2 separate regions of the Rattus norvegicus genome follow, and region 1 is linked to region 2. The links are chromatin contacts, called in public Hi-C maps. All regions are on one chromosome and are shown on one strand. Each heading gives the region's core, a stretch centred on a gene start, on an enhancer-like site or on the middle of the called end of the contact. The rest is flanking DNA. Distances are from core to core; before and after follow the strand shown.

Region 1 (2,984 bases), core at 173-2,672, 260 kb before region 2:
CAGTTTGAAGGACAGGCACAAAGGGAGAGGGGCGTGAGTGAGGAGGCCAGCGAGCTTATTTAGATTAATTCCTCTCTAAGCAAATCCTCATAGACAGGAAACGGCATAAAACATTTATGTATGAATGGATATATTGAGTTGCCCATGCCTTCTTAAGATGTCGTAATGTATGGGTGCAGTTATATATCTTAATTGCTAATTCAATAAACATTATTAGCGTCTACTAGACTAAACCCGTAGGGATTAGAGTAAAAGTGAGGATATAAATATTCATAACGAGAAGGGCAAACATTCACAGACGGCTATGCTTGATATGCTGGACAAGCCTTAGCTTATTTACCCGGAACAGTAAGTATGGTTCCATTTCCACTTTATAGGTGAGGACATGGAGACTTAGATGGGTGACGAAACCTGCCCGTGGCAGCAGAGCTGGAAGGGCTCAGAGCAGACGGGCCCCAGAGTTGGAGCATGAGAGCCGCAGAGCTGCGAGCCGGACTCAGGCTAGTTGGGTTCCTAACCATTAGGCTCAAAAGACGTATGTGAGACCTTTCTTCCCCACGAACTTGGAATGGAATGGGTGGAACTCATCTGCATAAACATCACTCACGCCAGGTCAAGACTCTCAACGGGGGGGGGGGGAATGAGGTAGGATCTTCAAATGAAAGAATGGAAAGGAAGGATTCGTGAGGGAAGGAACTCACAGGCAGGGGTGAGGAAGGCCGAGAGAGGAATGTGGGAAAGTACACCTTAGAAACGGTGGCGCGGGGCTTAGCCACATGCAACAGGTGCTAAAGGGTGATGCTAGGGTTGGACTGCACAGGTCCCAAGGGAAACGATGCGTCTGAGTTCAGTGTTAAGAGGAACTTGTCTTGATGCGCTGAGGATGGGGCAAAATCTAAAGTTGACAAGGCGGAGGTCACTAGTGGCCACCGGAGCGCCTCTTCATGGAAGCAGGCAGCGGCTAGCTGGATGTCTAGCCTTTGAGTAATGACTACAGAGCTGCCAAGAGCCACGGAAGCCGTGGAAGACAGCGCCAAGATAATTCATCTTCTCTTCCCATCCCCTTGGGTTTTAGTTACTCTGGAATCAGGAGATCAGCAATAGACTACAACCAGGAGGTCTGGAAGAAAGGGGAGGCGTGACCAAGGAGAGGCTGACCCCGAAAGGAAGCGTTTCTGTTCAAGCTCAGTCTAGCGACTCCGCCTTCAGATAACTGCACACTTTTAAGCTAAGTCGTAGTTTTCATGCTAAGGACCAGGAACCGGGCTAAACCACAGACAGCAGCCAGCTGCATGACCCCAGGGCCTCTGGTGATGGCTGTTTCTAGTTTGCAGCCTGGGGTTTGTCTCTTTCCCGCTTCCTGTGTCTAAATCCTCTCCAGCCTCCTGCTTCCTGTCCTCTGTCCCTGAGGTTGCCAACGCCTGTCCTCCAGCGTTGGAAGTGCAGCGCCCCCTTGTGATCACGACCACTTGCCTTGGAATCCCTCAGAGAGCTGGACAATGCAAGCAAAAGAAAAACCTGTGTCTCTACCTCAAAGGAAAGACTCTTGGCCTTGTCCTACCAACTGAGCAACCCCAAAGCCATTCGCTCCACTGAGTCAACTTTGTTTACTAAAGTTTAAGCTCCACTGCCCTGGGATCAGGGATCCTGGTGGCTTTCAGATTTCTCTATTTCTCTGTCTCCACTAAACCTTTGGAAGAGTAGCAGCTTCAAAGAGGGCCCAGATCCAGCAGTGGACACGCCTCCACTCTTTTTCCGGCTAGCTCTGTTGTGTTTCCTTTACCAGGGGTCAGTTCCTGAGGATGGAGATGGTGTCCCCAGCTCCCAGAGCCCAGGGGACACTTATAACAGATGCTATGAAGTGGATGACCTATTGTTAGAGACTCTTTCTCCCTTCTTTCTTTTTCCCCTCTCTGCCTTCTCTTCTGCCCCACCCCCAGCTCTGGCATTGAGCATAAAACACGGGTTTTAGGAAATGGTTAATGTTTAAAAGGGAGCAAGTCAGGCTAGGCAGGGAGGGCCTGGGCAGGTTGCTCAATGGACAAACAAATCCACCTGCTTTGTTGCTCCCTAAACTAACAGGAAGCAGCCAGAAGATGGTCACTCACCCGGCAGTAGCTCGCACCACCTGGCAGGCCACCTACAGGGCAGCAGCGCAGTGTGCTGCAATAACTCCAGGCTATAAATAGACTTTTCTAAGAAGTTGCATGCTGCTGCTGGTCTGGCCTGATGCACAGTCCTGGTTTGTTGCCCTTCAAACAAGAAGGGAACAGTTCTAAAAGGACACAGTAGAGCGTAAGCCTCTGGTAAGGCAGTCTGCTCTGTTCTCTGAGCTCAGCTTCTTTTCCGTTTGGTACCGGCACCTGAGAGTCTCCTAATTGCTGACCCCTACCTTAATACTCCTGGAGACAGTAACAGAAGTCCCTTGGTAGGTCTTCATGAGGGGAACCTTGTCCTATTGCCCAACACTTGTCTAGTCTCTCACTCCTTATGTAGGACCCTCTTTAGTGCTCCATTCAAGACTGATGTCCTTCTCTCCTTGTCCGCAAGACTAATTCTCGCACTCCTTCATTTGTTCATGCTTTCTCTGTTTAGACTCTTTGAATGCATTCCCCTTTGTTTATAATTGAGGTCTGCATTTTAAGCACACACATCGGTTATTTATAGGTTAAATATGCGCGTCTATCAGCTCGTGTGAATTACAAGGAAGGCCTACTTTGCATGGATCATCTGTGACAAGCAAACGTGAACAGGAGTTCTGTTTTCTCCCTGCCCTCCGCCAGATCATTTTGAAGACCCCACAGTGGACATCCCTGAACACCGTACCCAATCACTCTGCCGGGCTCCCGGAGCCTTCCAAGATTGGTTCCAAGTCACGTATCCATCCACTCATTCATCATTTTTAAGTGGCTACTGTGCTCAGGCCCTGGGCTGGGCTCAGGAGCTAACAGCAAGGAGGCCCAGCTTCTATTCTCAGGAGCTCA
Region 2 (2,876 bases), core at 142-2,641:
AGAATTTATTAGCATTTAACTTACAAGTCACCTTTTCAGACAGAATCAGACTGATTTGGTTGAGTTAATGAGAATGACTTCACTTGATCTTGTTACATGATGGATATTTATTTGCCATACATAAAGCCAGAGCTACATAGTATTGTAAAAATAATTTGAAGCCCTAAGAACCAGTAGATCCAATTAATATGAACTTAAGCACTGGTTTGGATTTGCTTTCCCAAATATATAAATATAAAATATATAAATCTACATAGCAAATACTTCTAACAGTCATATAACCCAACAACTAATTGTTTTCAACAAGAGACCAAGAAGCTAACCATTATTAGCCAATGACTTTTTAAAACCCAAGTTCTGTAAATAGATCACAACGTAATCTTTGGCATGGGATTTAAGAAACTGAATAAAATGGCCCTTAAAGTTACTTCCATCCCTCCTCTTTAACAAGTTTTAAAGCTCAGTCATAGACCACTAGGTGCTCTTTCATGGATATAGCTTAGTGGTAGAATGCTTAACTGGAGTCATGCATGAGACCCTGAGTCCAGTCCCCAGAATCATGCCAAAAAGGATTTTTTCATATTTTACATTGCCTTAACAACAAAAATGTTTAAGTACTTCTGTGGCTTTCAAGCACAATTATATGCAGTAAAATACAAGGACAGGATCAACAGGTCCAACGGGAACAGCTCCTGCCCTCCAGCCCAGCCACCATCCTCAGACTCCGGAGTTGAGCATCAGTAAAGCCACAGTACAGAGAATCCTTAGGACTTCCCAAGTGGAGGGAATGGTCAACATCTATGTCTCGTGGCTTTTCTTTCTTGTAGGACAGCATAATGTAAAATGTTTCTTTCATTTGTACTAATATGACACTGCATTTCCATCAACCTTTTGAGCCCAACATGGGCATTTTATTGTTTTTACTGTATTAGAAGATCTTAAAAGGAGGAGTTGAAATAACTGTAATTGAAGAAAAAAAGGCATACTTTAAAACTCTATCCATTTAGGGGTATTTGAGTACATCTGTGCATGTGAATGCAGTTGTCCACGAAAGTCAGAAATGGTCTCAGAATCCTTAAGGCATGTTACAGGCATTTTACAAGCATTTGTGGGCCACCCAACATGGTTACCCTTAACCACTAAGCCATCCTCCAGATCCTTTCTATGCATTTTCTATATGGATGTCATTACTTTCTATAGCATTTAAAAGTGAAATGTGAACATTTATACTAAGGTGAGTAGTCTCTCTATTGACAACAACCCGGGGAAAGTTAATGTGCAAGGGAACCAGGTGTGGTGGCTTACACGTTTAACCCCATCACTAACAAGAGGCAGGTGGATTTCCAGAAAGCCAAGGCCATCCTGACAATACATAGCAAGTTCCAGGCCAGTCAGGACTGCATGGTGAGATCCTGTCTCAAACCAAAACCAAACAAAACTGTGCAAATGGAATTAGCTTCCTCCTAAATTTTCAAAAAGTACTTATGCAAACAAAAAAGTTGAAGGATTACTACTCTAAAACAGAAGCCAAGCAATGAATGACCTTCTCAAGGTCAAAAATACTTGAGAGTTTTTAAAACCAGCAATGCAGACAGACTAGGTATGAACTTAACATTTGTTTGCTTCTCCTGGCACCTAGAGGGAAAGCCAAGTATTGAAAGGATTAAACATTTCTAACGCTGAGATTCAGGGTTCGTAGGAACAAGAAAATAGAACTCTACCCAGGCAGCCACTATAAGCCACCAACTTTTCCAGTTCAGGAAGAGATACGGACCTAAAGGAATAATTTCACCTATTTCCAAGGATACATTGCACATTGCACAATGTACAAGAACCTACATGGACAAAATCGTGAACCAAGGGCCCAGCGGGCACAGAAAACACAACAAAAGACATTTCTAAAGTCAGGGGAAGACTCCTAAGGCTAGGCTCAAAGCCAGTTCTTAAAAGCCCAAGCAAGAGACCAAGCTTGACAGACTACTTTCTGGGGACAAAAGTAGGAGCGTGTCATGATTAGCCCAGGGCAGATAGGCACTTTCAAACCTACAAAGTGTAAGAAAGCAGATTGGAGGCTCTGAATGCCAGAGACTTGACTTTTGTCTTGTGAAAATGTAAGCTTCTGAGACACAGTGCAGAGTAATGCTTTAGATGGATCTATGAGAGGAACAGGTAGGGATGGACAGTGTCTCCTAGTTAGCTTCAACTGTCATCTTACCACAGCCCAGTTATAAGGGATTATCAATGGGGAAAATGCCTAGATAGACTGGCCAGTGGGCATCTCTGAGGCATTTACTCGATTGGTAACTGATGTAGGAAGGTGCAGCCCATTGTGGGCAATGCTACCATTAAGCAGCTTTCCTCAAGCTCCCTGCCTCTGCTGGAGTTCCTGCACTGCCTCCTAAGATATAATACCTCCCCCACTTCCCCACTGACGTTGGCAGTGGTATTTATCACATCAACAGAGAAATCCAACTAGAACACGGCACTGGTTTGAAGAGCCCATAGCTCTTGTCTTGGAAACACTTCAAATTCCTACATTGATGGTATTGAAAAGTAGAGCCTTTGGAAGATAACTGGAGTCATATAAGGTTATAAGGGTGGGCCTGCATGACAAAACTGGTTGTTTTATGGGTGGAGATATCGAAGCTGGTGTGCTTTTACATTTTCTAGCCACCATTTTCTCTACATCACCGTGTGCAAGACCCTTACCAAATATACTACTTGGACATTGGCCTTTCCCGCATTCAAAACACGGAGAAACCAACCTGTCCTCTATAAAGGCCTAGTGTGTGGTACAGTGTCAACATCATAAAAGGGACTAAGAGAGTGAGACAAAGTCCAATTAAACTTAGTGATGGTTGAGGATGTGCTATGCT

Evidence for each region. A called contact is a pair of places that touch in the nucleus more often than the background predicts.
Region 1: a contact with region 2 is called in a Hi-C map of liver, with 5 times the contacts expected there. The contact joins two enhancer-like sites. A contact is called at or near these places in 2 of 12 Hi-C or Micro-C datasets (both in liver).

What each region holds. Positions count from the first base shown.
Region 1 is chr16:63,707,324-63,710,307 of GRCr8, reverse strand. No RefSeq gene overlaps it. Among named protein-coding and RNA genes, the nearest start is that of Ppp1r3b, 160 kb to the right of the region's middle. Within about 2 kb of position 1,422, at least 16 of the 93 cell types and tissues checked have an H3K27ac peak or open chromatin away from gene starts, as enhancers often do. A contact at or near this core is called in liver, where this site is marked.
Region 2 is chr16:63,451,191-63,454,066 of GRCr8, reverse strand. No RefSeq gene overlaps it. Among named protein-coding and RNA genes, the nearest start is that of Eri1, 25 kb to the right of the region's middle. Within about 2 kb of position 1,391, at least 1 of the 93 cell types and tissues checked has an H3K27ac peak or open chromatin away from gene starts, as enhancers often do. A contact at or near this core is called in liver, where this site is marked.